4 separate regions of the Mus musculus genome follow, and regions 2, 3 and 4 are each linked to region 1. Evidence: chromatin contacts called from public Hi-C and HiChIP or PLAC-seq data. All regions are on one chromosome and are shown on one strand. The core of a region is the stretch at or near the end of the contact, and the rest is flanking DNA. Distances in the headings are between cores, read along the strand shown. Region 1 has its middle 52 kb from the start of Gm41499. Region 2 overlaps Runx1 (runt related transcription factor 1). Region 3 has its middle 25 kb from the start of Gm30474. Region 4 overlaps Runx1 (runt related transcription factor 1).

Evidence for each region. Hi-C and Micro-C count contacts between places; a contact is called where the count stands out from the background. HiChIP or PLAC-seq counts read pairs in DNA pulled down with a chosen protein or histone mark.
Region 2: a contact with region 1 is called in a FOXA1 HiChIP or PLAC-seq map of pancreatic cancer cells. The contact joins two enhancer-like sites. A contact is called at or near these places in 2 of 15 datasets of contacts at CTCF or cohesin (both in the NIH/3T3 cell line), 8 of 484 Hi-C or Micro-C datasets (the C2C12 cell line, muscle stem cells, myocytes and 3 more), 16 of 115 datasets of contacts at active chromatin or transcription factors (the 230-238 cell line, the NIH/3T3 cell line, the SCID.adh cell line and 11 more) and 2 of 9 other capture datasets (embryonic stem cells and liver).
Region 3: a contact with region 1 is called in a Hi-C map of the C2C12 cell line, with 10 times the contacts expected there. The contact joins two enhancer-like sites. A contact is called at or near these places in 6 of 484 Hi-C or Micro-C datasets (the C2C12 cell line, embryonic fibroblasts, myocytes and 1 more) and 1 of 115 datasets of contacts at active chromatin or transcription factors (fibro-adipogenic progenitors).
Region 4: a Hi-C map of the C2C12 cell line shows a contact between it and region 1, with 2.3 times the contacts expected there. The contact joins two enhancer-like sites. A contact is called at or near these places in 1 of 15 datasets of contacts at CTCF or cohesin (the NIH/3T3 cell line) and 7 of 484 Hi-C or Micro-C datasets (the C2C12 cell line, cerebellum, embryonic fibroblasts and 3 more).

The regions. Positions count from the first base shown.
Region 1 is chr16:92,901,899-92,907,085 of GRCm38.p6, reverse strand. No RefSeq gene overlaps it. Among named protein-coding and RNA genes, the nearest start is that of Gm41499, 52 kb to the left of the region's middle. Within about 2 kb of position 2,950, at least 64 of the 459 cell types and tissues checked have an H3K27ac peak or open chromatin away from gene starts, as enhancers often do. A contact at or near this core is called in the C2C12 cell line, muscle stem cells, myocytes and 1 more, where this site is marked.
Region 2 is chr16:92,684,953-92,690,139 of GRCm38.p6, reverse strand. Runx1 (runt related transcription factor 1) reads left to right here. Exons shown (of 8, transcript NM_001111021.2): 4 at 1,008-1,164. Among named protein-coding and RNA genes, the nearest start is that of Gm30281, 75 kb to the left of the region's middle. Within about 2 kb of position 3,004, at least 28 of the 459 cell types and tissues checked have an H3K27ac peak or open chromatin away from gene starts, as enhancers often do. A contact at or near this core is called in pancreatic cancer cells, where this site is marked.
Region 3 is chr16:93,104,883-93,110,069 of GRCm38.p6, reverse strand. No RefSeq gene overlaps it. Among named protein-coding and RNA genes, the nearest start is that of Gm30474, 25 kb to the left of the region's middle. Within about 2 kb of position 3,074, at least 38 of the 459 cell types and tissues checked have an H3K27ac peak or open chromatin away from gene starts, as enhancers often do. A contact at or near this core is called in the C2C12 cell line and myocytes, where this site is marked.
Region 4 is chr16:92,707,883-92,713,069 of GRCm38.p6, reverse strand. All of the region lies in intron 2 of Runx1 (runt related transcription factor 1), which reads left to right. Among named protein-coding and RNA genes, the nearest start is that of Gm30281, 52 kb to the left of the region's middle. Within about 2 kb of position 2,764, at least 26 of the 459 cell types and tissues checked have an H3K27ac peak or open chromatin away from gene starts, as enhancers often do. A contact at or near this core is called in the C2C12 cell line and muscle stem cells, where this site is marked.

The DNA of each region.
Region 1 (5,187 bases), core at 1,701-4,200:
TGGATAGTGACTGCACCAGCTGGTTACTAAATAAATTACACATTAACTCATGAATTAATGGCCCAGGTCCAAATACAAGGTTAATCTCTGATGGGGACAGCAGGTATTTCTTGAAAAGCCAAGGGGCTCAATCAGTTAGGCTGAAGTCTGTGCCCTTCGCTGAGGGTCCCTGGTGCATTTACCTAGAGATTATTAAAGTTTCTCGCTCGGGATACTTTTACCCCATAAAATTTCATACAACCCAAGGTATATAAAATATGCATTCAAACGAAGCATTTACTGATCAGTAATACAAATTTTTACTTTAAAACAGTTCTCTGGTATACGTACAACTTTACTGTTTATTGAAGACTGAAGTTTGCATACTGATGAGGCCGACTCACCCAGATGTCTTTTTGTATAAGGATGCAGGATGCAGCCTTGCCTGGGTACTCAGCACTGCAGGACACGGAGCGGCCTGGGTGTATTTCAGAGCTGATCAATGTCTTGATTTTGTCACTGTTACTTCTGAGAACTCTGACTCACTGAAGTATATACCACAGCACAGCAGAAAGGAGTGTGTAGGCTATTTCAGAAATTGTTGGAAATTGTTTCCTAATCAAAGGAAAAGTCCACTGAAAACTTAAGTCAACAACTTTAGCAGCAGTCTTTTTAAAATTGTGTGTGTGTGTGTGTGTGTGTGTGTGTGTGTGTGTGTGTGTGTGTATACTATGTACATGCATATCCTACAGTTTACATGTAGAGATCAGAGGACAACCTTTAATGTTGGCCCCTGCCTTCTTCTTTCTTTGAAACAGGGTTTCTTATCACTTATGTCAGGCTAGCTGGCCATGATCTCCCAGGGACTTGCCTACCACTTCATCTTAGGAATGCTGGGATAGCAGACATGCATTTTCCACCCAGCTTTGTGTGAGTTCTGGGAATCTGAACTCAGGACCTGACGCTTGCAGGTCAAATACCTTATCCAGAGCCATGACCCTAACCATAGACAGCAACGTTTAAAATCAACCATTCTAACACAATCAGATCCAAAGTCAGACTAACATGATACATGCTAACTATGATGGGGAAAAATATATACAAGGTTTTCTCTAACTAAACCATTTTTTTCTATATGAGCAGAAAGTTGCAGTAAAAAAACAAAACAAGCAAAGAAAAAAAAAAAAAACAAACCCTGTGATTCATAGCATACAGTGGTCTGGAACCTGACCAGAAGAGTTTCAGCCAGGGTTTCTTAGTTTGGCATGGTGTGGTATCATGCACAGTGTAGAGTGCATGTCATGTGTTCGGAACCAAGGCTACAGTGAAATCCCAAGATGCAGTGCACAGGCACGGCCAGAATCACCCTGACTCACTGGGAGTTTGATTCTGAAATAATTCGCAGTGCGAGAGTCCTCGGAAACATTTAGTCCTGCCAGATTTTTCTCTATCTCCCCATTCAGTTATGTGATCCCCAGACGGAGTTGCCACCATCCATATCTGACCATTGCAAAAGGTGCCTGTGACAGGGGCATTAAGCCTGGTCATTGGGTGTTTGGGCGTCAGGGGCAGAGATTGGGGGACTTAAAATTTTCCATTGGCTTGCTGACTTATAAACAGATAAGGACCCTTCCTTGTACTGAGAACCTGTTTGAGGGGAACCTGTGACTTTCATTACCTCTGTGGCTTGAAGGAGCAGGCATGGCTTGCTGCCAGTGCACAAATCAAGGTCCCAGATGCCCAGGCACCAGTACAAACTCCTACAGCTAAACCTTTAACCAAGGGTTAGGGTCCCTACATCCTGTTCTTTTCTGCAGACTCAGTTCTTGTAGCATGAGCTTGGGTCTGCTTCTCTCTCTTTGTCAGGTTTCTTGCTCCATACACGAATACGTTGTTCTAAGTGCAGAGTGCTGTATGCTGGTATTTTCAGGTAGACAATGGGTCAAAATATTTATCATATTTATCATGTCATTTCGTACAGCCCAGCCAGTACACAGGAATGTTGGTCATAAAACCAGCACAGGGTCCCCAGATAGAACACCAGATCAGACTCTGAATTTCAGATAAATATACGTAAAATTTACTATAGCTAATACATGGGGTACCTTGATACTAAAAGCAGTTGCTGTGCAGAGTTGGACACCCAGGCTTTCAGTCTGTCTTTCAATGTGTAAGAACTGCCAACCTGGGGCAGCCCACCCAGCCTTCTCACCCTCAGAGTAACTTCTCAGCAACTGCCAATGTTGAATAGGACAGTGTTGCCTACCACCAGTGTTTCTAAATGTCTGTTTTATTTTCAAAGCCTGGGAGGTTGTGTTTGGACCAAGAATTTCACACCCAGCCTCAGAGAGTCAATGAACACACATGGTGCACAGACATACATGTAGGCAGAACAGCCACACCATAGGAATAAATAACTTACAAGCAAGCCCATGGGAAAGCACACAGCATCACAGAATGATGCAGGAAGGGCAGCGCCGAGAACTAGAATTACAGGTGGTTTGAGCCATCATGAAGTGTTAGGATTTGAACCCAAGTCCTCTGCTGGAACACCAAGCTCTCTGAGCCTCTGTACATCTCCCTAGCCCCTGTGGCTTTACCTTCCCTGACCATTGAGTAAACAGCTAACACTACCCTGTAGAAGAACAAGACAATGGAAGCTAACCTGCCCCAAGGTCATGTGGCAAGGGTGTGTCAGCTCTCTCTCTTGAACCTCTGTTTATGAAGGAGTATGAGATTTCTAATATCTATGCAAACATTGATAGTGGTATGAGCCTGGCCGGGACAGAACCAAACGAGATCCCATCTGGTTTCAACAGCTCAAAGCACTGGGGTTTGAAGAGGCTATTACGGTAACTCAGATTTGCAGCCCTGTGAAGTGGCCGCCCACACAGGAAATAACTTGGAACAGGTGGCCCAAGGAGCTTGCTGGTCTTGTCTGGCTTCATGGGGAAAGCTTGTGGGTTCCTGAGTCATTGAATAATTATGAGCCTGAACAAAAGGTTCTCAGATAAGCGGAAGTCAGGACAGGGAAAGGCAAGGTGGGAAGAGGGTTGTCTCGGCGTGCTCACTGGGCAAGCCCACTTGATGGATGAGGCCTCTTGGGAAACAATACCCCCTTGGTTTGTGATCCTGAGTCCCCCAGCACCCCGTGGCATGATGAGCAGACACAGGTGGCAAGAGTCGCTTAGGATTTAATGAACTCCCCAGAGTTGGAAAAGAAAGCCAGGTTAGGCTCAGTTCCCGCAGAGACCATGTAAGAATTCTCCTCTGTGAGCCTGCCCTGTGCTGGCTTGTGCTGCACTTGAACATTCGTTATGTCTCTGATCTATTCCCAAGCCAGGATGTGGTGACAGCTTTGCTCCAGTGTCTCTAATGATGACACTGAAGTCTTGTCTATCGGTCAGGAGGAATGATGGTGCTACACATTGACTTGTGTCCTTCCAAAGAAAACAGACACTGGTGTCTTAACACCGAGTGTTGCAGAATGCATCCCGGGTCACTGCAGGTGTTGTTAGTTCAGATGATGTCAGAGTGGCACGGATGAGCCGATCTTCAATACCATGGAAGGCTTCCTTATATAAAAGGCTGTCAGGCAGGGATGGGGTTCTGTGTATTTTTTTAAAAATTGCCTGTACAAGACTCTGGCTTCAAGACAGAGTACCATCGGGGAAAATATAAAGACAAAGAGATCCAGTAAAGAAATGTCATGTGAGCAGAGAGAGGCACAGGAGGAAGTTCCGGGCAGTCGTGATCCAGAGAAAGAGCAATGCAGCCATATTTCTCATAATGTAAAGATGGTGGGCAGCCACCAGAAGCCAAGAGCGAAACAGGATTCCCTGCACACTTGGCAGAGGCAACATAGGCCTCTCCGAAGCAATGGCCACAGACTGACTGTACTTGTGGAGGGCTGCCATGGGAGTCTTCGGAGGACTTCATTTTTCATGGTAGACCTCTTTAAAGACTGTTCTATAGAACTGTGCATGCAAGCCACTATTCTATTTTTTTTAAATCATTTTTTGTTTAATTTAAAGACAAGATCTCACTGAGTTGTTTAACCTGGCCTTGAACTCCTGATGGTCCTGCCTCAGCCTCTCTTGTAAACAGAATTAATTACAGGCTTTTGCTACAAGTCATCCCTCAATAGAACCCTTTCAGATGCCCTCTCAAGGATGGGAGTGTAGCTCAGTGGTGGGGTGCTTATTAACAGTACAAGTGGCAAATACAAGCAAACTCTGGCTTCAACACACACACACACACACTCACATACACACACACACACACTCACAAACGTGCACATACACAAACATACAAACTCACATACACACACATACACACACACACCCATCACCCAAATCTAAAATTAATTTCTAATTTAAATGTAAGCAAGCACAAAAAAAAAAACCCACCAGAGGACAGACAATATGTGTCTAAAAGAGAGAGTACTGTAGAGCGAGCACTGGCCCAGCATTCCTGGGGCCCTGCATTCAGTCCCCATTACTGCATATGTCTGAGTGGCCAGTACCTGTGCTTTGGAGATGGAAGCAGGAAGCCCACAAGTTAAAGGCTACTAGTGAGTTTGAACCCTAGGCTCGCTTGGACTACATGAAACTCTCAAAATGAACAAAGGACATACAAGTAATGTAAACCATGCTTTTGCAGGTCAGAATGTGAGATTTGGGGAGACTGCATAGGAAACACCCCATCACAACCCACAGAGTTAGAGGGACAATGTCTACAAGGGCTCCTAATTTATCACACCAATTCTGATATTGAATGCCCTCAGCTCTGATTGTACCTCAGGAGGACCCTAGAACTCACTTAATGGAATCCCACCCATGGCTAAGGTCTGTTCTGGGTAATGACACCAAATAAATTCATCCAGGGGCATCGGAGTCTTAGTTGCAGACTTAAAAAAAAAACCATAAATAAAGTCAGAGACCCATATGGCCATCCCTTCAGCAGGTTCAGCCTATGACCCACAGGCCCGACCCACAGGCCTCACCCCCAAGCCTAATGAAGTCTCTCAGACCTCCTGGAAGCAGAGTGTCTATCTGCTGGCTCACAGCCTCCAGGCAGACAAAGCTGCTCCTAGCAGGCCTGATATTCCAAAGACATCATTTCCCAGAAGCCTAGGACAGAGATCTCCCGGGTCAGTTTAAATACATTACACCCTAAGTTAGACACACAGTTTACTTCTCTGTCCTG
Region 2 (5,187 bases), core at 1,755-4,254, 220 kb after region 1:
TCATCCCGCTTGTAATTAATAATAAAGAAGTGGCCCGTGTCTAGTTTTTCTCCTTGGGTGCAAGAGTTTGCTGCTGGTGAGTGTCCAAGAGCGGCAGGAAGAGGTGCCAGAGATTAGCTGCAGACAGACAGTTTAAGTATTTCCGGGTCATCCTTGGAAGCTGCACACTGGGTGGCACACACACCTCTAACCCCAGCACTAGCAGAGAAGAGAGGAAGATCGGGGGTTCAAGATCACTCAAGGGTTCAAGATACAGTGAGGCGGGGGCCAGCCTGGGCTATCTGAGACCCTGCCTCAAACAACAACAACAACAACCAGTAACAAATTTAGAGCAGAACTAAATTTAAATACTTTCATCCAGGTTTCCTTAGGTGCACCAAGAAGGGGCCAAGCAAGTAAAAGGTGGGGCCAGAGAGATGGCTCAGTGGTTACCAACATGATTCATGATACAGAGAATGGGTCTGATTCCTAGAACCTATGTCAGGTGGCTCACATCTGCCTACAACTCCAGTCCCAGGGTAATTTGCTCCTCTGGCCTTCATGGCCTGCTCTCAAGAAAATGCCCACCCACATACACTTAATTCAAAATGCCAAGATAAATCTTTTTTTGAAGTGGATTAGATCACAAATCTACAAACACAAGACTTTCTGTCTTTCGAATATGAGGTCTTAAGAGATAACTGTACCAATGAGAAACAGTAGTAGCTTTTCAGAATTCCTGTCCCCGCTTGTCTTGTTCCCACTGTGTCCTGTGACCTTCTGTGGCTTTTCTCCTTTAATCTCTGTGTCTTCCTTATTTGAAAATCCACACCTGTCTCTGCATCGCAGGACTCACAGCAAGCTGTTTCTGTCACGATGATCAAATGATGACGGACGGCTCTTCTATAAACTAGAAAGTGTCACCATTAAGCATTAAGTTTAACATCAGCGCAATTGCCAGACAAATGACACAGCCAGGTGCCTGTGACAGCACTGATGTCTGCATTTGTCCCTTGGTTGACGTCTAGGTGGTGGCACTGGGGGACGTCCCGGATGGCACTCTGGTCACCGTCATGGCAGGCAACGATGAAAACTACTCGGCAGAACTGAGAAATGCTACCGCGGCCATGAAGAACCAGGTAGCGAGATTCAACGACCTCAGGTTTGTCGGGCGGAGCGGTAGAGGTGCGTATCTGTCACGGATGGGTGTGAAATTCGAACCCGGGTTTTCCAAATAGTAGCCGTTTCTTATTATTGATGCAGCATAATGATATTTATTTAAGGTAATGTTTATTTGATACCTAACAACTGGATATTATCACGTTTTGATGACTAAATTGGCTTACAACTGACTTGGAACGCACAGCGTGTGATGGACTTGGAACGCACAGTGTGTGATGCGTGAATTGTGAAGTTCAATAAAACATTCCACCGTTTTCCTAAACTGAGATAAGTGAGCGAACCACCCCAGAATGAGGACTGAGATTGTATAATGGGTGGTCACTATGGGATAATCAAAGCCATGAGCCTTTATCATATGGTACTTACGCTCCCTCGAACATGCGACAGGGTTTCAGTTGGTCACATCAATAATTTTGGGGGAACCCTTATTGATATAGTTTTAAGTAAGCTTATATTCCTAGGATTAAAAAAAATGGACTCTTACTGGTACATCTGAGAGCAGTGTGACCTTCACTATGCATTCTTTGTGTATGGTTTGGTGGGAGAAGCCAGGCTCACTTAACATTTAGATACTGCTCATGTGAGAGACCAAATTATTTCCTTAGCCCAGCTGGACATGCAGTTATTATGCCTCACCTTTAACCAGTTATTAAACTATTGGAGTAGAAAGAGGACCTGCTCTCACTGTAGGCTTGTCTGCTTTCCAGTTATCTTCCGAGGTATGTGTTCTCTCTTCATTTCAAGGAGCTACGGCACATTTTACAAACATCAGCAGGCCGTGTGAGAGTCTAGGAGCAAGGTCTTCGCTTAAACCCTCACCTTTGTAATGTAGAATTGAACGATCTTAGCCGTAAATGATATCTCTAGCTTAATCAAAGCGGAATGACATATATCTAAGTCATACGATCAGTTCTCAGAGAGGGGAAGACACAGGGAGGGGCTAGTCGTGTCCATCGCTCAGTGGTAGAGCCTTCCGTGTGAAAGGCCTTTAGTTTGATCCCCAGCACCAAGCAAGCAAAACAAAGCAGGTAGACTGGCAACAGACAAGAAATGTCAAGCAAAGGGATTGTTACTACTGATTCTGAAGGCGTTCAGAACAGTGGAAATTCCGTGTTCATAGTGGGAAAGAGGAGAGAGTTGAGAGTGTGAGCCTGGACTTCTGTGTTTGCTCCCCTACCCCTGCCCCCAGATGCCCAGGGCATTTTCAGAATGATGTCACAGCTGGAGAAAAAAATGTAGAGAACATATAATGTTATTGAAAATATGTGTTCGCGCTACTGTGCTAATAATAGGGTGATTGAAAGAAGAGTCTACCCACTTATCGAAGGCCTGGGAGAGCCTGCGCCCTTAAGTGGATCCACTTGGAATATTGAAAGTCTGCCTTTCAGCAAATGGAATTCGCATTACGGTTCAGAGGCATGTGTTTAGAAAATATCAGGGAGGTTTCAGATGAGTCGCTGGCCGAGCGGGTGGGAAGCCAAGAAGAAAGGAAGACCCCAACAGCCAGGCCCACGCCCACCTGCCTAGCAATAAGCTTAGTTCGTAGGATCTAGCTGGGTTGCCAGAGAACATGTCCCCATACTCCTAGGCGTCTAAGTGGGTCTTTTTGTCATGTTTGGCTATGGAAGTTTCGAAGACTATTTAATGGACTATTCCAGTGACATTTTCCCGTAGGGAGTTGCATGGTGGCTTTGTGACGACCGTGGCAGCCAGTTGATGATGATCAAGAGTGGGGTTCTGAAAGCAGCGTGCCTGCCTACCTTGGTGGTGCTATGTGCTGGTCGCCTATCCCTCTTTGGCCATTTCTGTTTTGAGTGGGTGACTAAGAGGTGCTGGTGTTTACCTGAGGAACAATGGACTGTTTCCCCAAGGCGTGGAGTGTTTGCACTCTGCTGTCTGATTCGTGCCAGTGTGCACTTGAGTTTGCATAACCGCCCCCCCCCCCCAGGAAAACAGCAGCACCCAAGGCGAGGCTGGTTTCCCATACCCTGGAATGAAAAAAATTAATCAGATGCAAAAAATTGGATTATATTTGACTTGAGCAGGCTCTCCTCTTCATGAGGGGTAACGAGTAATTAAAACTCAGGAGGACTAATTGACCACTTGACCCAGTTATGGTTTCTATATATAATGTTGGTCTTGAGTTTTTATGGTTTAAATTTTTCATGTCAATACCAAGACAAGTGAGCTGTCGGTGTAATAAACATGGTTTTATCTCATAATTTCACTTTGTAGTCACAAAATATGATTTTATTTTGATTTTTCATGCCATCAAAGCCTGCTGGATATTCCCCAGCCCAGCCCACCCCACCCTCTCTCACTCTCTTTCTCTCCTTCTCTCTTGCGATTTGCTTCCCATTAGAAACTGAAGAAATGACTCTCACTAATTCTCACAATTAGCCCTAATCTCCCTGGTTGAACCTTATCCTTTAAAAGTTGCATTATGCTTTATGGAACGATCTTAAGACCCGACTATTTCATTTTTCATTTTTTTAAATGTGCCTAAAAATATGCCCTCAGAGGCCACACACTGGCCCAGAAGGTCCTGGCCTTCCAACACATCCACATTCCGTAAGGTCAGTTTGGGATTCTGTCAGTGATGGCTTCTCGGAGGGGCCTGGGTACTCCGTGTGGGATAAAGGGTAGAGATGACATGAATGGACACCCTCCTTTCTTGTTACCAGATGCCAGATTTTGAGGATTGTGACCCTCACAGAAACTGCCAGTTAACCAAGGAAGGATTTTTCTCTGTTCCAAGAAATGGATCTGTCTGGGAGCTGGCTGATGCTCAGCTCTAACCTCAGGTTCAGCCTGTGACTGGGAAAACCTGCCTGTCTGGCTTCTAAGCCCTGGCTGCCTGCTGGCCCCTGTGAAAACCTGGTGAAGGCAGAGGAAGCTCCTGCCTGCTTCCTCCATGACCATGGCTTCCGCCTGCTCTCCTTTAGATCAGCTCGGGTGTATCTCCTCATAGGAATGTTTCTCCCTTTGATTCCCAATCTGCATGTTGATTATCTGTGGGGCTCTACAAAGGAAGGAGAGATAGCTGCTCCCGGTTGGGAGTTTAGGGTGGGGTGAAAATCAGACGGGATCTTGGGAGACCCTCTCTGAAGTCCAGAGATTAGGAGGGCGCTCAGGAGGCTGCCCAGAACAATGCATGCTTTAGTCACAGGGCCTGAGATTATCAGTCATCTCCGAGTTCAGGGTCAAAAAGAGATCTCTTTCATGAGGGAGGTCAATTAGCTGAGCCTTTTTCTCGGTCTGTAACTTGCTCCCATGAGCTGGGGTGTGAGGTGACAAACATTTAAGAAACCTTGGCAGTGACATCTGCAAACACCCATTTCCTGCTGGGGTGTTTCACCAGCTGCCGAAGACTTGATCCATCAGTGAACTTAGCTTTAACGATGCCTGTCACAGGGAAACAGATCACGCAACTACCAAACATGACAACAGCCGTGTGGCAAATGTGAGGAGGGAGACCAGAGCCAATGCTCACTTGTTCCAAGTTGGTGATTCTTTAAATCTCTGGAAGCTGTCATAGATAATTCTGAAAATCCCCCCAAAGATTTCCTAAGGTCCAAAAAAAAAAAAAAAATGCACACGGGCCCAGATTTCTATAGTGCAGCTTAGTTTCGGGATTGTTTATGGATCTTCCTGGGACGTGCAGATACTAAAACGTGCGAATCTGGAACGTGTCTTGGACTGCTGAGGGTCAGTTCAATGCCAAGTCTTAAACACAGCCCATACTCAGAAGATAAATATACATGAGGACCCACAAGGTTGACATTTTCCTGTGCTTCTCTGTTGTGTGGATGGCGGTGATATCTGTAGACTCAGGACCTGGTTGGTAGAGGGTAGGAAGGTATAGCAATTTAAAAGGCCAGGGCAGGCATCCGGTGGACCACTAGGCATATGGCTGGATGTAATCGTCTGTGTGGGAGCGAAGCCACCATTGGCAGAGCAGTCTCTTCCCTAGTGACTGTCAGTCCTGGCTGCAGTGACATGCACGCACATCCCCAGAAGACCAGT
Region 3 (5,187 bases), core at 1,825-4,324, 200 kb before region 1:
AGACAGAGATAGACAGAGACAGAGACACAGACAGACAGACATAGACATAGACAGACAGACAGACAGGCAGGCAGACAGAGACATGTTTTCTGTGACATACTTCCTCCAGCTACCCCTCCCCAACATCTAAAGTTTCCAGAACCTCCTAAAATAGCACCAGCAGTTGAGAATCGCGTCTTCAATACGTGAGCCAACCATACAGCGTTGCATGTCTCCTGCTAAAAATAACAAAAGTACGAGTCACCGAGAGGGAGGTAGAGTTGACTCACACTGATTGAGCCACTGGCGTTCATGGCAGTATTGACATTGCTTGTTGGACAGCGGGGAACTGTTAAGAGCCTGTTTTCACTTTCCCAAATTTCCATAAAACGTTTACAAAACACACTTGCTTTTAGTATGATTGTATGGGGAAAGCCATTGGCTCTCCACGCCCTTGGTGTGTGAGGTACGTGTCATAACAAAACAAGAGAGAGGGTGGGTAGGTGGGTAGCCCAGTAGCTACCTCTACAGTGCGTGGCTAGCATGTACAGGACGTTGGTTCAAACCTCAGCAGCAGAGCGGTGGCACATACTGCAATCCCAACAGCCTACCCATAGGTAAAGGCTGGGGGCCCAAGAGCTCGAGATCAGCCTTGGGTATATACAGTAAGCCTGAGGTCGGCTTGGGCTACACTAGACACTGCACGAATCTTCTTAAAAATGTTTACATGGAGTAAACTTGCAGGTAGAACTATTGATGTTCCTCACAAGTTTTTCAAACTTTTTGAATAGTTCCCCCCCCCTTTTTTTAAAGATTGACTTTATTTTGATATTTTATAGAATCTGTTCTGGCAAGAGCCTAGTCACTATTTTAATGGTTGAGAGTGACATGTTAAATAATTAAGCCCTATCTCTTTATGTAGCTAAGACCGCAGAATAGCATCTGTGACATCCTAAGGAAAGCACCAAGCATTGTAATGCCTCAGAACTGGAGAAGTTGGGGCTTGGCCACAACCCCAAAAGATCCAATTTCTGCTTTCAAATATCCTCCATCCTACTGAAGGTCCCTGAGATTAGTGAGCGGCACAAGCACCATGAACTTGAGAATCGACTCTCTGAGAACGTAGCATGTTCTGCGGTGCCCTGTGATGTCAGGGATGCCCCCTCGGATGCTTTCACTTCAATTCACCTCCTCGCTTGTCAACAAGAAGGTTGTGGTCACTTCTCAGGTACATCCACCTCGTTTTGTGAGATAGAATCTCACCCTAACTGGTCATCAAACCCCAGGGACCCAACTGTCACCGCCTCCCCAGAGCTGGCATTACAAGCATGCACCACCACACACACCTTTTTAAGCGTGGGTCCTTGAACTTGGGTCCTCACGCTGTCAAGGCGGACACTTGACTTCCTGCACTGTCTCCCAGGCTTGGTGCCAGTCCTCATTGAGGAATAAGCCAGACATCCAGCAGTTGTATTTGATCTAAAGCTACCCCATCTTGTCCCTGTCACCTAGGTGTGCACAACACGAGCTTTCTGTACTCTTTATCCTAGAAGACAGAAGCCATCTCTGCACACCAAGGACCATAAGACAATATGGATTTCATGACTCCCTCAAACGTTCGTTAAGGCTGGCCTGTCAGGGTTGGGAGTACACATATAACTTAATATACATCTTTTTAGGTCCATAACAAAAAGTGTTGTATGCTTGCAACCAGAACAGCGCCATATCCTAATTATTATTTATTATTGTCATCAAAGCCACAGCTACTGGTCTTGATAGTGAGAGCTAACATGAAATAGATATTGACAAACTATTCACCGATTTAATCATCTCTCCAGCCACTTGTGTTTGCAAATGAATCTCCTGTCAACATCAAATCCTCATCAGCATTCCACACTCAGTGTGTGAGGATCATGTAAAATTGATGAGCTCAGATTTCTATTAAATGCACTACCTATTTCTGGGGTTACTTATATGGGCTTTCTGGAAGCTTGGAATCCTGGTGTCTTATAAACAAGACAGGCTCTGGCCTTTTACTTTAAAAGGGTCTTTAGAAAGCTTTTAGGACTATGCTGAGATGGAGTGCTCGTTAGAAAGATTGGAAAGAATGGAAAATTCCATGTGTGTGAGATTCCTGGGTAATATGTACAAATTAAGACTGTAAAGAAATTGATGGGAGCAATGTACATTTAATTTCAATATTTTGTGTGAATGTGTGTGTATGCACCATGTGTGTACATTGTCTGGGGAGACCAGAAGAGGGGGCTCAGCTCCCCTGAAATGAAAACGAAGTTCTAGATGGTGGGTGCTGGGAATTGAACTGGAGTTCTCTGGAAGAACTGCTAATGCTTTAAACCATTGAGTCATGTCTCCAGTCCTTTATATTTACTTTTAATTTATGTGTCTGTGTGTGCTGCATGTGTGTGCAGGTGCCCTTGTGGCCAGAAGAGGGCGTCAGATGCCAGTGGAGTTATGGGCAGTTATAAACCGACCAATGCAAGTATTGGGAGGCGACTCACATCCTTTGAAAGAACAACAGTTGCTCTAAAGCTCCGAGTCATCCCTCCAGTCCTAACAGGACATTGTTACTCATGTATTTATTTGCCTAGAAGTTCTATGTTGGCCTTAACCATAACGGGACCTAACTCTTGGCACCAAACACTATGCGAATGTTGAGGTATTATTTCCAAGCCCTGGGAACAGCTGCTGTTTATTGTGTTACAGTCGCCACCTCCTGAAGAATGTGATTCTGTTTCAAAGATATCCAAGCACTGACCAGGCAGCCTCAACCCAGATGAGCTGTGGCAACCAACGTGGCACGCTGTTATCCTGCTGTTATGAGGTGCACTCCATCAAGTGGTTCCAGATCCTTCTCCCCTGTGCCTGCAAGGGGAGGCTCTGTTGACTTTGGGGGGGCTGTAAATCCGAGTGGCACTTTTATGATTGAGGGGTAGACAGTGGTAGAGGATTTGTGTGACGCTCTATGAAAATTAGCAAATGCTGCAAACTCTGAGTCAGGAAGATTCATGGGAGGCAAGCCTGGGTTGCAAAAGGCATGGAGGCTTCCTGGAATCCGTGAGCTTCTGAGGATTACAAGAACGATCCCGAGGAGCTTGCCAAGGCCGCTCCTGTGGGATTAAGTGCACGGCCAGCTCTCAGACTATTCCTTGTATTGCATGGCTTGGGAATGCAGGGGCAGGGAGACCGCTAAATACCCTTGGCACTTTGAACTCTTTCAGCTTAGCACCCCTTGACATCATCAAAAATTTTTTTCTTTCTGTTTAGGGGAAGAAAGAGAGAGAGAGAGAGAGAGAGAGAGAGAGAGAGAGAGAGAGAGAGAGAGAGAGAGAGAGAGAAAGGAAGGCAGACCTAATTTGAGAAGCCCCATCCTCACCACAACCCTCTTTAGAACAAATGAACATTTTTCTCATGAGAAAGGTGGTTGACCTTCAATGAAGGACCTTTTGCTCCTGAAAAAAATTAGGAAATAATGTAATAGCTTATGTGTAGGTTGAGGCACTGATCTTATCCACACATTTTTTTTTTTACTGTTCTCAAAGGCTAGAGAAAATGGGATATCTGAATTTTTTAAGATTTGAAATATATAATTCGACCTAAAATAATCTCACTTTTAAGGACTTGGTCTGAGGAAATAAATAATTATAACTGACAAGAGTGAAAGTCATTTCAGAACTGCTCATAAGATCAAAAATGGTCTACTTTTATGTCAAAATGTTATAGATGACGTAAACAGTGTCATCTATAATGTGTTTCTAGAAGTACTCTGAGCTAGAGAGCTGGCTCTGTAGCTAAGAGCCCTTGCTGCTCTTACTGAGGACCCAGGTTTGGTTCTCAGCACCTATTTTAGGTGGTGCACAGCCACCTGTAACTCCAGTTCCAGCGATCAAACAGCATCTTCTGGTGTTCCTGAGTACTGCAAACATATGTGTGCACATGGGATTTGTTCACACAGACACGGGTGCACACATGTGCATGCACACGTGTAAATAAAAACAATGGAAATAACCACTTCAAAAATGCATAGCAGGCTAATGCCTTTCTCAGAAGATTTTCCATTATGGCGGAGAACTTGGAGAGATGGACAGACAGACTGATTTCTAGCAGAGGTTGTTCATGGTGCCATAGAGTCATCTCTCAGAGAAGATTTGTTCTGATGATGCTGGCTACAGAGGGAGACCTCAGGTTAGCTTCTCACATGAAGACAGTGCAACTTCCAGAGGCAATGTTCATTCTTCCAAGGGACCCAGCAAGTCTCAAGTTTTGATTCTTGCAAAACTTCCCTAAGAGTGTACAGAACTCCCCCCTTCGGAAATTTATAAAGTCATATCCCTGTGGGGCTGCATCACCTTGGTCAAGGAGGACAAGACACTCTTGCCAGCTCTCCATGAGTGGTGAGTCTGTGGCCACATGAGTGCTCTCAGGCAAGGATTTTCTGAAAGAGCTGTAGGGGCTGCTGTAACAATAATAACACAGAATTCACTGTGTGTGAAGTGTTGGGATGCAGGTGGGGGAAGCTCCAAGAAGGGAGTCAGTGAACCAGTGTGAGTGTGGTCAGGCCAGATCACCCCACCACAAACCTTGTAAGTTTGGAGGAACACACAGGGAATGATGGGACTACCCACAAAGGTAGAGCAACCACCCTGGCCCCCACGGCCTAGGATAGAAATACATGGTTTCGGGAGCCCAAGATGCTATCCATAAATATGTTCCTGCTGAGGGCCATGGCAGGGAGGGAGTCTGTTCTACAACTTTCTCCCAAGCTCTGCTTGTTTTATTGGTCATCTTTGGGCTTCTTTGGCTTATACATACAATATCCCTGCCTCTACCTTAGTCTCCCCATGTGTCTGTCTGTCCCCTTCCTCCTTTTATAAGGACATACATCATTCTCAGTTAAGACAACTGTATAGCAGGGTACCTTATCTAGTTTTATGGATAACATTTTTTCTCAAAAGTTATATATTAAGGTTCTGGGGGTCAGGACTTTAATGAAAGCCCTAGAATGTCCTAGAATGTTCTTTTGGTTATTATAGCAGCGCCTACAGCTCATTCAGAAAATCCTTACCTACGCGCATTCATGTGTCCCCATCTCCTCTCATGGAAAGCTGGTTTCCCAGTGCTGGTTAAGAGTGCCTTTTTCTCCTTGACCAAGGAGATGGAGCCTCAAAGGGACATGACTTTATAGGACTA
Region 4 (5,187 bases), core at 1,515-4,014, 190 kb after region 1:
GGACAGCCAGGGATATACAGAGAAACCCTGTCTCGAAAAAAAAAACAAAAAACAAAAAACAAAAACAAAAACAAAAACGGTCAAAATGCCCACAATTGGAAGATCATCTGCTCCATTCACAGAGAGCCTGAGTTCAGCCCCAGGGCCATGAGACACAGGAGAGCGTTTTGGTCTGGGGAGGTGGGAACATGAAGATCTTGGGGCTCACTGTGAGTTCCAGGCCAGTCAGAAACACTGGCTTGATAGCAATAAGGAAAGCATCAAGGGAGTGAGTTCTGGGGCTATCTTTGGCTTACACACACACATATGCACACACACATGAAAACACTCGTGTACACATGAGAGATGAGCATTGCTCTTCTCTGGCTTTAGGCAAGTCCTTTCACCTCTTTTGGCCTAGGAGGATGGTCCTAACTTATTGACTTTAGATTAAATAAGATAGTGCGACAAGACGCCTTAGTCATGGCTGTGACGCTCAGAATAGCTCCGAAGATTCTGCAGACCACTGGTGTCTGGTCGTGCAGATTGGCTTGGCTGACAAAACCCCATCGACATAAACAAGGCTTTTATTTCTGAGATCCCATGACTTTTCTGTCTTTATATACACGAGGCACTCGATGGCTCCCCCAAGGTTAAGATCAGAGGTCCCATCTTTTTCTTCATGAACCCCAACCTATCACACCCCAGCATTAGCGATCCAGGGGCAATAGAGCCTGCTGCCCTGCTCACTGGGCTCTTTGTGACAGGAAAGATAAATTACTTCTTTGGCCTCCTAAGGCAATGCTGTGCGTACTTATGTATTAATCTTCAAAAACACAGACAAGAACCATGGTTACGTTTGAGTATCTAAGCATCCATGCAGGAGGGACTTGAGGTTTTAGGAGGGTGCAGAAGACCATTTCTTATTTACTTATTTATTTATTCATAACACAACAAACATCCCTGGAGTGAAGCGAGGGGCTTTGCTCTTGAGCTGCTGCAGCAAAGTCACTTAAGTTGCAGGTACTTAGGACCTCAATGTTCCAAAAATCTTAAAAATCAATAAGAAGAGGATGTTTTTGTTATAGAAGTTTTATTTTTAACTTCTGCAGGGGGGAAAAATTTCCTTGATGAGGTTCAGGTGACCCAGCACTTTCTAGACATCTTCCAATGCTCTTGGTTCCCCTTGATCCGCTACTACAGAAGGTGAAAACCAGGAAAAGGGCCCCTGGTCTCCTCCTGCATTCTCTATACCATGGGGAGTCCATGTGCTCTTTGTTGCTGTTGTTGTACAATGTCCTAGCTTGCATCTGAAAAACCCCTTTGCTGTTAGTGGTGGTGGTGGTGGTGGTGGAGTAAGATGGTGTCTCCCTGTGTGGCCAGAGCTCCCCTGCGTTGGCATTCCCTGAGTGGGGGGTGCTGCCCAGCTGTGAACACTTCTACGTAAAGACAATGGAGGTGGGTAACATCCTGAGGAGCATGGGTGCTGTTTTGTTTCCTTATCTTTGAGCCTCAGTCTTTGCTACAGACAAACTTTAGGGAGGGTGTGGTCAACCAGACCAGTGGGCATCTGGTCAGAAAAAAATATGAATTATGGAAGTTTGGGTTTAACCTGGAGACTACTCCTTTTCTGCTGTTTGGGCAAGACGGAAGAAAGGGGTGTATCACTTCAACCAAGGGATGAAAATTGCCATCCTGGATATGCCTGAGGCAAAAGGAAGAAAGCAGAATCCTCCTGTGGGCTGGGGTAGTGAGGGGAGGAATCTGCCCCCCATGCGCCCCTCCCACCCCCTCCCCCACCCTCTATTCTATCCCCCACCCCATCCCCCTGCCCTCTCACCTCCTGTCTGTGTCAACTGTCATTCAGCTAATAGGGAAGCCAGTTCTCTTCCATATCTCAGCCTGTGCTAGAAAGGTCCTTTTCTTGGCTTCTGAGGGGACTTGGGTGGCTTCTGTTCAAAGAGGGGCTTGGCTAAACAAGACTGTTACCCTTTTACACACTATACATTTTCTGACTTGGGAACCAGAGGCAAGAAGATCAGGACTCCAAATTTGTCCCTAGCTGCAAAGTAAGTGCTTGTCCTGTGTGAGCTGCCTGAGACCCTTCCCAGCACACAACCAGAACACGCTGACGTCATGAGACCCTTCCCAGCACACAACCAGAACATGCTGACGTCATCCACAATATTTTCCCCTGACATATGGGATGTTCTTAAATCAAGGGCTTGACTTGATTACAGAGCTACGTAGATCTAAAAGATTACAACTAAAAACTTAAAAGTCCACATTTTTACGACACTCTTGCTTCAAATCTCTCTTGCAACTTACTCGAAAGGGCCATGTTAACCGACTGTGCATGTGAAAAGCTACCCTCAGAGCAGACATCTTCCTGTGCCTCAGAGCAGACATCTTCATGTGAAAAGTTACCCTCAGAACAGACATCTTCATGGGCATTTAAATTGTTAAAGTGATTAGAGAAATATTAGGAGAAAGTGGGAACCATGGGCCAGCAGTAAAATGTCTGTGTCTGCTTGGCCAATGATCACACTAGAAGTGAGCTTGAATTCAGTTTGAGGTCATTTGTGGTTATGTGTGGGCAAACATCTGTTGCTTGGCTGTGGCTATTTTTCTTTAAAGCCTACCACCCTGAAAGAAAAAGAAAAAGAGTGCAAAATTCTTCAAGTGTTATTTTTGGTCTTGACCATTTTTAATCACTTTGAACCCACTTCTGAGGATGGCTTTCACTCTGCCTGTGACTGTAAGCTGAACACTAGATAATATCTGCTCTCAGAAATGCCTCTCTCCCTGACTCACTCCCTTCCCCTCCAAGAAGCTAAGCTCCAGAGAATTCCTGCTGTGTGCTCTCAGGGGAAGGTAGTAAATAAAATTCTGCTTTGTGTTTTACAAGGGAGATTCAGAGGGCAGCACGGTTCTAGGCAAACCTGAAACAATCTTTATTTTATTTTATTTTATTTTATTTTATTTTATTTTATTTTATTTTATTTTATTTTTAAAGCTTAATTCTGACTTAACCATTGCTTGATAGAGAGACGGACGGGTTGAGTTTTAGAAGAACTGACCTCAGAAATGTTCACTAGCTTTGGGGCAGGATGTGTGATCCACCGAAGTGCGACCATTTCCTGAACCTTAAGTATACGTTCCTGATCCGATATGAAAGTATGTAACCGGGTCTGTACAGACTTCAGTGATTTTATGGCATTTTAAGTGGAAACGCATAGGAATTAGACGTGAGAATTCTCACTACCACCATGGCTGACTTCTTCAGCTACGGTTTTTTGTTTCATAGACATGAAGTTAAAGTCTGTGGAGTATGGCAAGTCTCTAGTCCCACAAGCAAACATGATAGATATGGCTTTCGAGGCTACTTCAGATGGGAGAGATGGCCCAGTGATTAGTGCTGTTGGCTGCTCCTGCCAGGGACTGAACGCACTCATCCCAGCACCCATGTCCGGCAGCTCACCACCACCTGTGACTCCAGTTCCAGGGGACCTGGTAACCTCTTCTAACATCTGGAGGTGCTGCATTCCAGATGTGTGTGCATGCCCCCACACAGACGTACCCACATACACATAAAATAAGAATTAAATTAAAATCCTCCTGTCATGATACTTCCCTCTCCTTCTCCCTCCCCCTCCCTATCCCCCTTCCTCCTTCCTTTTCCCCTTCCCCCTTCCCCTCCTCCTTCCTTTTCCCCTTCCCCCTTCCCCACCCCCTTCCATACCCTTCCCCTTCCTTTTTCCCTTTCCCTCCCCTTTTCCGTCTCCTTCCTCCTACCCCTTTCCCTCCCCCCCCCACCCTCTCCCCTCCCCTCTCTCCTCCGTCCCCTCCCCCTCCCGCTCCTATCTTGCTGTCCCCCTAACTCTCCTACAACCAGGCTTTCACCACACATTACCAAACTACTGTACTGAGTTGCAGAGGGATGGATGGCGGCTGGTTTGGCTAACAAAGAGGCAGTTTGAAAAACCCCTTTATGCTGTATTTCCAGATAAACACACTGTAGGAATTCCTACTTGAGAGAGAGCACCAGCAATTTAAAACCTGTGGCCTATGAGGAACAGAACATCCAGTCCTAGCCGGTGTTTATCAGTGCAGCCCATGGGCACTGGAGAGACAGCTCTGTGGTCAGAGCACTGGCTGCTCTCGCAGAGGAGCCAGGTTTGGTTTCTAGTACACTCATGGCAGCTCTCAACCATTCATAATTCCAGTCCTGGGGGATTCAGCGCCCTCCTCTGGCTTCTGTGAGCACTGCGTGCATATGGTGCACAGGCATACATGTAGGCAAAACACTCATACATATAAGCTATTGTATAAGCTATTTAAAATAATAATAATAATAACAATTAGTCCACAAATCTCATAGAGAACGAGCTTAATCCTTTCTGTGATGTTGCTTCAGACTGTGAAGGAGCCAAAGTTGTCTCACAGGCTGAGCCATCACAGCTGGTGGGTGTGAAGAGGCAGTGTAGAATGCAGGAGATTAGCTCAGGGCTCACCTGGGCTGCAAGATGCAGGAGCATGCTGAGCATAGGAGCCAGCCTCCTGCAGCAGTCGCTGGAGCCCTGCACATGGGTTCTGCCACTCAACCATGTGATGCTGTGAAAACGACTCGAAGTTCACCACTCAGGAGGCAAGAGCAGAACGACCTCCAGGAGCCACGGGGGCACGAGGGCGGGGCTAGCCAGGGCTACAGTGTAGGAGTGTCTCAAACAATAAACTGTATGCTCAGAGGGAAAAAACCTAAGTCAGGGAAGAGACCTGCCTCACCTACAGCAGGGAAGAAACAGCCCCCTGGGGCTGCAGGAGAAAAGTGTCAAAGCTGGTCAGCTTTGATTGCTTGTTGAATAGCCACTCCAGTCTTGCTCCAACTAATACAGTTGTCACTGGTCCCAAGCAGCTACTGAACACCAACAGCCAGACAAACCAGAACAAGACATACTGTAGGCACAGAACACGCATAGACTTTTGAAAATACGATTTTAAAAAAGAGATAGAAAATATCTAATTTTGTATTGACAATGGGTTTGGATCATGGTTAAATAAACCATTATGGAAGTTACTTTTGGGCTGGCAAGATGGCTCGGCAAATAAAGGTGCTTGCTGCCAAAGCCTGATGACTTGAATGTGAGCCCAGGCCCCATGCAGTGGAAGGGAAGAAGCAGAAGCAAGTCCCAGGAGTTGTTCTCTGAC